Regions from separate parts of the Mus musculus genome. Here all the other regions are linked to region 1. Evidence: chromatin contacts called from public Hi-C and HiChIP or PLAC-seq data. All regions are on one chromosome and are shown on one strand. Each heading gives the region's core, a stretch centred on a gene start, on an enhancer-like site or on the middle of the called end of the contact. The rest is flanking DNA. Distances are from core to core; before and after follow the strand shown. Region 1 overlaps Peak1 (pseudopodium-enriched atypical kinase 1). Region 2 has its middle 28 kb from the start of Gm31529. Region 3 overlaps Peak1 (pseudopodium-enriched atypical kinase 1).

Region 1 (2,960 bases), core at 233-2,732:
AGATCAATTACTAGGTTCACTTTTATGGTAAGTACTGCTGAGGTTGTTCTTATTTAATGCAAACCAGAGATCTATAAAATCATATATGTTTAGATAATGTAGAAACTAACATAAATGTTTAGATAATATAGAAAAGGTTTCCCTGTTTAACATCTTTCCTAAATTATGAAGTAAACTGAAATATTTCTTTTAGACGAGCTTGCCTCCAACTCAGGTTTCTCTTGCTTCAGCCCCCAGAGTGTTAGAACTACAGGACAAGCCATCTGCCTCAAATTTGGACATATTAAGAACACTATCCACCCATTTTCCTGATAGAATAGTGGTTTTCAACCTTCCTAATGCTGCAAGCATTTAATGCATTTCCTCATCTTGTAGTGACATCCATCCATAAAATTATTTCCTTGGTACTTTATAGTTGTAATTTTGATACAGTTATTAATCACAATGTAAGTATCTGATATGTAGGATATCTGATAAGTGACCCCTGTGAAAAGATCATTTGAACACACACACACACACACACACATATACACAAAGGGGTTGTGACCCACAGGTTGAGAACCACTGTGCTAGAGCAAGCCTACTTGGCTTATAAGTATATATAATAAGGAGCTCTATGCCTTAAAAACAAACTATACCTATTACAAACATTAGCTTGGGGATTAATTAGAACAAGGTACAATGACATATATGTATGAATCACCAGGGTACAACCTATTATATTGTTATGCTGATTTTAAAACTTAATAAAAATTTAAAAACAAAGAACTAGCTCATCTTACTTGAAAGACATTTTTTTACAGCACTAAGGGATTCTCAAATATACACTCTATGTTATATAACATTAACAAGACATTTTAATGGTGTTGTAATGTTAAAATTTCTAAGTTATGCTATCAAATGCATACATTTTTCTATAATACCATTTTTTTAGACACTAACCATTACTGAGAACAAGCGGGGGGTGGGGGGCAGGAATGGAGATCAAAGCTTGCTTTAGCTAAGGTACAATAGGTCTTCACCTAAGCTATATATTTATAAAAATGAAAAATGACTGGCATCATACCTCTAGCATGTGGGTAGCTCGGTAATCTCCCTCACGTTTCCCTCATAGGAAAATGAGGCACCACCCCCCACCACACTACACTCCTTGCAATTATTAAATGAAACAAAACAGGTGAAAATTAATGGAACCTTGGCTTACCATCTGACAACCATGTGCAACAGCAAGTGATGGTAAGCAGAAGATAAAAGGAAATATAATCCTACGTTCTAAGTTATAAGAACTGAACACAATGTTAATGGGGCTAGGCCAGCCACGAGATAAAAGGCTGGCAGAGAAGGAGCCAAGAGTTTGCTTCAGCTCTGAGTCTGGAGTCACGGTTATACAGCACTTTATCATGTACACACAAACTGGTCTTCACAATAAGACTGACTCAGGAGGACAGGAAGTCACCAATGTCAGCTTGCCGGACTGGAATCATGACTAAAACCTATGACACATCCTCCTACCTCCTGAACCAGTGACTGAAAGCCTTTCTTACACATAACTGAGTAGACAAAGAAATGTGCTTCAGCAAGCAGTTGTTTATTCAATCAATAATCGAGTCACATTCCAGGATACAGTCCCATGCTGTGTTTAGCAGAATCAATCAGCTTCTTGATACAAAAATGTTCATTATAAGTAAGAATAAATTACCAAGCTAAGTGGTGATGGCACATGCCTTTAATCCCAGTACTCTGGAAGCAGAGGCAAGCAGATCTAGTCTACAGAGTGAGTTTCAGACAGCCCAGGCAATACAGAAAACCCTATCTTGAAAAAAAGAATCACATCCCCCCCACACAAAAAAAAGAATAATTTTCCTAAGACAAGTATTTTAAGAACATTTCCCAAACCAAAACTTTAATTAATAATAGCTTAGGACAAGGCAGACAATCATTTTTATTGTGTTTATTCACAGACTTCAATCTTATAGCTGGGTACTGAGTTTCTGGGTATTTTATCATAATCAAAGAGTTTACCGTTTCCAGCATTAATGGCTCTACTATTCATATACTTTGTTCCTTAATCAACTCTTTAAATTGCCCTTCCATTACTTCATACTCAGAGTTTAAGCTAATCCTTCTGTAAATAGGTCAATCAGTTCCTGTATTTAGTCAAGATGATTTACATTCACACAACAATTATTTTATAAAAATGGCATTATTAGGCAGCTGGGAAATTGATTAAAAGAAAATCTGGAGGCCAGCCAATTGAGTAGTAGAGCACTTTAGTCACATTTTATCAGATGTGTCTAAATGTCACTAAGAAAACAGACGTCTGCTTGGTATTTGTGTGCAAAGTTATACAGGGAGAAGAGTACCTCCCTGCAAAAGCAAGGCTTGGTAGGAAGAAAAGGTGAGCAGAGGTCACAAGAGATGTCCCACAGGTGATGTGAGAGATTTGAATGTAATCTCCAAGAAAAGATGACAGACTGAAAGGTTCTGGGTACAAGTATGAAAACCACGCCAACTTATGGAAGTCTTTCTGGACATACAACAAAAAGATAGATAGACTAAAAAGACTAAGAGCTTAGAACAATGAAACCTGGCAGACCTACTGAAAGATTCTCAGCCCACTACTTCCTTTGGATGACAGAAGTAGGACTTGGACTTCGATGGCCACATCTCTTCCTAAGTAGTGAGCAGTACTGAGCACCCAAAGGAAGTGCTACTGAGTCTGACTCCTAGAGATTACTCTCCACCCATAATGCCCTAGGTCCACTTACAAGACAGTATATGACCCACTAGGACTAAAGGGGAGATGAATGGCAGGTACTGAAGCATGGTAAGGGGCTGTGCAGACAGCCCTGACATTTGTCCACAGGATACTTGCTCTTCCCAAAAGACTGCACTATAGCTAGTAGGCTGCAGCATCTGAAGGGAACTGCAGGGGAGATGCCCCACAGTGACCACACTCT
Region 2 (2,960 bases), core at 225-2,724, 180 kb after region 1:
ATTCTAAAGACCCATAGGCATTGTGGACCTGAAAGTGAGATCAGCTGTGGAAATACCTGCCCTAAGTCACACACACACACACACACACACACACACACACACACACACACACCATATACCTATACCATAACATACACACACACACACACACACACACTACATACCACCCTCCCACAACCCCTCACACCACAACACTCACACAAATATCATACACACACACACACCATACCATACCACCCCTCTGCACAAAATGCCATACCCCTTCCCTACCACCACCCCACACATGTACCCCATATACCATACCCCTCCCTCCTCATCATACACACACACACACACACACACACACACACACACACACACACTTCTTCTTTTTCTTTTTCTTTTTTTCTTTTCTTTTTTGGTTTTTCGAGACAAGATTTTTCTGTATAGCCCTGGCTGTCATGGAACTCACTCTGTAGACCAGGCTGGCCTCGAACTCAGAAATCTGCCTGCCTCTCCTCCCAAGTGCTGGGATTAAAGGCATGCACTACCACTGCCTGGCTAGACACACATGAGAATGCATACACATACCACGCACTACCCTCCCACAACCCCTCACATAACAACACCCCCCAAAATACCATACACACACACACACACACACACACACACACACACACCACACCACTCCCCCACCATATACCATACTCTTTCCCTATCACCACACCACACCACACACATACCCCATGTAGCATAACCCTCCTTTACCACACCAACCGCCCCCCACAACACACACACCCTACGCGTGTCCCACCCTCTTCCTGGGTTCCTGGCTGTGTGCTCCCCCTTTCACCCCCAAGCCTGCCGGGCTTGGATCTGCTGCCCTCCTCAGCATCTGGTTCCTCCTCAGGATGTAATGCTGTTGCCCCTAGCAACCGAGTTTCAGCCTGATCCTCTTCCCTCCTCCCTCTTTCTGGACCTCTGCTTTCTTCCTCCCTTCCCCCAACCTCAGAGCCAGTGCCCAGACCCAGAACTCTCCCAGAAGATCATGTGCCAGCTTAGTGACCAGCGAAGCTCTCTGATCTTCCCAGTTTGCTAAGCAACTGATGACCACGGTCAGTACTCTACCTGCCTGGCTGACTTGGAACTAAGGTAGCTGAAGACTAGTGCTGGAGGCACGAGGGGTGTCCTAGACTTGCAAGTGGGGCTCTCTGCACACCCAGGCACAGAGTCAGCAACTAGAGAGAAGGCGGTTGACTCCAGAGATAAGAGAGTTCCCCGGCCAGGAGGTATGCAAGAAGAGGCTATCTAATGAGGATGGTGCTGGTATGGCTCAGGGCATTAAGACAGGCAGCCCTCACATGCCTGGCTGTCCCTTTCAGCCATAGTTTTTTGTTTTGGGTTTTTTTTTCTCTTCCTGTCTCCACAGTCCCTTCTTTCTCTACTCTCTCGCCTCCCAGATGAGTCGCAGAGAGGACAGCTTAGGGAGAGGCTCTTGGAGAAAATGACATCATCAACTTCAGGGTAAGCCCAAGGCTGGGAGCAGGGAGACATAGCAGGACATAGCAAGACAGTGGCCACCAGACCCAGCACTTTCCTGCCTCGCTCCTTTCTTTTCCAGACACCCATAGCTACCCTGCTGCCCTGCCCTACTCTCTCCCACTCGGGCCTCCTGAATGGCCTGTGGTGTCCAATCTGCCTGTACCCCTCTCAGCCTCCTCATACTCTTGCCCGGGTCCCTGCACTGCTTCTCCCTCTCCTGCGGGATGCACTGCCCTGCCTTTCACCAGGATTCATCTGAGAGGTGCCTCCTCCAGGAAGCCTCCCTTGACTGTCCAGGTTGCTTGGGGTATGCCTCTGCTGACCTTCTGTCCTAAGCTGTTTGTCAGCTTTCTCATCCTGCCCAGTGGTTACTGTTTGGTTACAAGTTTCTCCTGATGGCCCCCGGAAGGTCTTCTTCAGGCCAGGAATTTTGTGTCCATGTTTATTAACAAATACTAAACAAGACTAGTATAACAACACCCTTCCTCTCTCTGGGTCTGTTTCCCCATCTGGAATGTGAGGGAGACAGGCCAGGGCAGGCTCCTATTGAATAGCCAAAACCAAGCTGTTAGCAGGGTCAGAGACCATCTGACTCAGCTTCCTGTCCAAGTCACAGGACTGAGCAATGGGACCTTGAGCAGTGAGTGACAAACACAGGAGCTATGGGGTCTGGTACAGACTGAGCCAGTCCAGCCCTCGCTCTGGGGTCCCTGGGGCTCTGCTGCCCTCCAGTGGCTGGAGGCCCCTGGGCACTTAGAAGCCTTGGTTTCTGACTATCCCACATACATCTAAAGTATCATAGGGCATATGGTGGGGCAGGGGCATGTCGTTGTCACCCAGAAAGTTAGGAGCAGTTACCAAAGCAGACCTTGGGGATCCCACACCCCAGCACTTCCAGACTCTGAATGGGGCATCGTTGTTTGTCAAGAGTCAAGCCTTGGTGTGGGGGTGGGGGGTCTCCGCACCTGTCACCTCAACTTTGTCATATGGTAGCCTTTCTCTGACAGCCATCGTTCTCAGCACAGACTTCGCTGACCCTTTGTCTAGTGCTCTTCGGCTCCTGCTCAGGGTCCTTCCAGCTTCAGTAAACAGTGTTGGGGGGTTGAAGGGTGCCTTAGTCCCCTCCCTCCTTAATTAATAAAATACTTAAAATAATGGCAGCCGTCATGATTGATGGACAGGGCCTAGCTAATTACCCTGGAGATTAAAATGACTGTTTCTGTTTAAAAAGGCTGCAAATGAGTTAATTATTTCCTTTGCTCACCTCTCTAACCTTGTTACACTTCTAAATGAATAGCAATATTGATCTTGGAACTGATTTTGGTGTTCCACCGCCCGAGCGGGTTTAATTAGGGTTTGAGCACACTGCAGCGCCTCCTCCTTCTGACCGGGGAAATTAGCCTTGGGTTTTACTTACATTTCATAGCCGTGTCCTCCAC
Region 3 (2,960 bases), core at 258-2,757, 160 kb before region 1:
GCTACCTGCCACAGCAGCGGGGCTCGCTGACTGCTGGTCCGAGGGAGGACAGCTAACAGTAAAGGTTTTCTTGTTTTTTTTTTTTTTTTTTTTTTTTTTTTTTCAGATAGTGTCCTATGAAGGATCCAGTCTGGCCTGGAACTCACTATGGAGCTCAGACTGATCTCAAACTTGAAGTACTCCTTCCTTAGAGATTACATATAGCTACATATGTAATTCCTGGGATTACATACACCTGTGGTCACTACACCTAGCTAAGGTCACCACCATCGATGCCAAGATCAGCATTATGTTCTAGTCCAAGGAAGCCATCCTAGTTCTAAGAAAAAATGGTTTAACTAAATTTTTACTTTTTACTATGCCAATTTACACTGAAAAAAGAAAAAGAAAAAGAAAAACTTCACCATTAGGTGGTTCAAGATCAAATGTAAAGGAGATAGCCTATCCTGTGATATTTAAATTTATCTGCATGTACACACAGAGGCAGTCATACATATTTTTATAAAGTCTTCCAAAGTTTTGGGAGTAGATAAGAACATGGATTCTACAACTAGAATTTATGTTTGGCTTCATAGATCAACTTGAGATAAAGGGTTGGAGTGACTTACACAGAAGAAGTGATAAATTGTTCCACTATTTTGGATGCTTGGGAGGAAAATGGCCTGCCCAGAGAGCAAGCTGAGTAGGTAGCACTTCCTTATCTCTGTATTTACACAGACAGGCTGAAGAATAATGGGTCAATCTGGTTTAAGGGCAAATGAAAACGAGAGAAGAAAGAGCAGAAGAGAGAGGAGAGGCACTGTGCTTTTAATTGGTTTATAACCGTGAAGCCGGTTACAACCCAAACATGGACTTGTGGAGATTTCCATAATAGGATTTCACATGATAGGTAGCTCATAAATCTTTATTATAGAGGCTGCAATGATGTTAATTTAGGCAGGAATATTATATTATTCTATGTACTACATAGTAGCCATTTTTCAAATATTAATAACTTGACTCCTTTAGATTAGAAAAATACCTCAAAATGATCTGACTTCAGATGATAAATTTCTAGCCCAAAAGTTATTCTGGAGAACAAACCACTCTTTCCAGAATAAATGGACAAAGTTTTTACTGCCAGTTTTTTTTTTTTTAAATTCCTTTACCTAATATTTTCTCTACTTGGGATCAACATAAACTTTTCAGCTTCACGTTTTCATCAATCTCTTTTGAACAGAATTCCCACTCTTTCCTTATAAGGCTAGCTGGCTTAAACAGGGGCATCTCAAGGAGCCCTCAGAAGAACTATTCCCACAGGGATCCTGGTCCCATCTCCCACGCTCTGAACCAACAGCAGAATGAGGAAAATTTCACATTCCTAACAAGAGAAAACTATGGGAAAGCCTTTTTAAAATGCTGCCAATTTGGGCAGATTCTGTGTTTGTCTACAGTCTCTCCAACTGAAGAACTGAGGGACTGCACCCCAGAGACACTAGAGGGAGCTACAATATCAGCATCCAAGCACAGAACACATTGCAGCAGAACAAAATCTAGCTGCTGAATGTGGGAAAAATATACCATGGTCTGTCTGTCTGTCTGCCTGCCTGCCTGTCTGTCTCTGTCTCTGAATCATCAGCGTTAGCGATGCCGAGTTCACTCAGTAAAGGGAGCACCAGATGAGAAGAGTAGAAGCTGGCTAGGAGTCCTCCCTGGGTGCAGGGGTTTCATGCTCACCAGCTCACCGGGCATGTCAGCTTGATCCCTCCTCCCAAGAAGGATCAGGGGACCATTACAATGGGTAGCTAGCTGATCTCTACACGACATAATGTACAGTTGCAAAAGCAGGGGCTTGAAGGGAAAATGGGTACATATTTGAGTTGGCAAAATACACACGGGAGGAGCAGTATCTTGTTGCTATTAACTAAGCAGACCAGCATGGCTGATGCTTCTACAGCACTGGCCACCGCTTGTCGGATGAAAGCCATCTGACAAGATTTCCAAATACAGGGTGGGGACACTTTAACCACTGACGAGTTATCTGCTGGGAAATGGAAAAACAAAAAAACAAAGCCAGAATCAGGGTCAGATTACCCTCTCTCAAGACCTTCTAAAACCCGGGTCAAACACACAATATGTACACAGCCTGGTCCCAGCAGGGGATCTGAGCTGGACAATGGCTCCTCACACACAATCTGAAAAGTTTAATTCCAAACATTCATTTCGTTCAGGGGCTCATTTTATGTGTTGCTCATGGCAACTGCTCTGCATACCTTTGAGGCAAATTTGTCATTATAAAGCATTTATGTTTGTAATAAGAATGTCAACCCAGACAGCTAACTTGTATAAAGTAGACTGTAGGGGGCCATGACTGCAAAGCCACAGTATGAGCAGCTGGGAAGGAAAAGACAGCACACGGCTATCATTACTGACCCTTCCAGAATGCCCTCACTGTCTGCTACCTGTAAAGTAGACCTTCCAGCCTGCTGCCCTTTGAATTTAAGATAAGAAACAGAGACAAGGGGGATGGGAGTGGCATGAGTATGATATGTAAGCTGGTCACTTACTATCTCTTGATTCTTTGTCCCAAAGGTGGCTTGAACTGCTAGTGTTCACTCGACATTCTGTTCCACTGCTGACCACATACCTGCATTTGTAAACCACATTTATGTCTCTGACTCTCACACTGTAAACACTGGCTGAATAATTTGTGTTGCCTTATCCTGTGAATTCCTAATATCCAGTACAATCAAACCTGAGCCCTTTGCACCCTCACTCTCTGGCCTTCTCTGTTCCTGGTGAATGGCTCCATTACCTGGCTCTGTTTCCTGTTTTCCAACATCAAGTTCACTCTGGACTTCTTTCCCATCTTTACTCCCTATGTCCAACTGATTTACAGCTCCTACTGATTTTATTCCTAAATATCTTCCAAATTGTCCTTTCTTCACTTCTACTGTTACCATTACTGCCTTCCTAGACTA

What was found. A called contact is a pair of places that touch in the nucleus more often than the background predicts. HiChIP or PLAC-seq counts read pairs in DNA pulled down with a chosen protein or histone mark.
Region 2: a FOXA1 HiChIP or PLAC-seq map of pancreatic cancer cells shows a contact between it and region 1. The contact joins two enhancer-like sites. A contact is called at or near these places in 1 of 15 datasets of contacts at CTCF or cohesin (the NIH/3T3 cell line), 3 of 484 Hi-C or Micro-C datasets (bone marrow-derived macrophages, embryonic fibroblasts and ventricular fibroblasts), 4 of 115 datasets of contacts at active chromatin or transcription factors (cardiomyocytes, double positive thymocytes, embryonic stem cells and 1 more) and 1 of 9 other capture datasets (embryonic stem cells).
Region 3: a contact with region 1 is called in a Hi-C map of bone marrow-derived macrophages, with 29 read pairs. The contact joins two enhancer-like sites. A contact is called at or near these places in 3 of 39 promoter capture datasets (the C10 cell line, cranial neural crest and second pharyngeal arch cranial neural crest), 1 of 15 datasets of contacts at CTCF or cohesin (CD8 T cells), 3 of 484 Hi-C or Micro-C datasets (bone marrow-derived macrophages, cerebellum and cortical neurons), 4 of 115 datasets of contacts at active chromatin or transcription factors (CD8 T cells, the NIH/3T3 cell line, embryonic stem cells and 1 more) and 1 of 9 other capture datasets (embryonic stem cells).

Annotation. Positions count from the first base shown.
Region 1 is chr9:56,369,444-56,372,403 of GRCm38.p6, forward strand. All of the region lies in intron 2 of Peak1 (pseudopodium-enriched atypical kinase 1), which reads right to left. Among named protein-coding and RNA genes, the nearest start is that of Peak1, 47 kb to the right of the region's middle. Within about 2 kb of position 1,483, at least 66 of the 459 cell types and tissues checked have an H3K27ac peak or open chromatin away from gene starts, as enhancers often do. A contact at or near this core is called in the NIH/3T3 cell line, bone marrow-derived macrophages, embryonic fibroblasts and 1 more, where this site is marked.
Region 2 is chr9:56,550,822-56,553,781 of GRCm38.p6, forward strand. No RefSeq gene overlaps it. Among named protein-coding and RNA genes, the nearest start is that of Gm31529, 28 kb to the right of the region's middle. Within about 2 kb of position 1,475, at least 150 of the 459 cell types and tissues checked have an H3K27ac peak or open chromatin away from gene starts, as enhancers often do. A contact at or near this core is called in the NIH/3T3 cell line, bone marrow-derived macrophages, embryonic fibroblasts and 1 more, where this site is marked.
Region 3 is chr9:56,212,059-56,215,018 of GRCm38.p6, forward strand. All of the region lies in intron 6 of Peak1 (pseudopodium-enriched atypical kinase 1), which reads right to left. Among named protein-coding and RNA genes, the nearest start is that of Peak1os, 28 kb to the right of the region's middle. Within about 2 kb of position 1,508, at least 65 of the 459 cell types and tissues checked have an H3K27ac peak or open chromatin away from gene starts, as enhancers often do. A contact at or near this core is called in the NIH/3T3 cell line and bone marrow-derived macrophages, where this site is marked.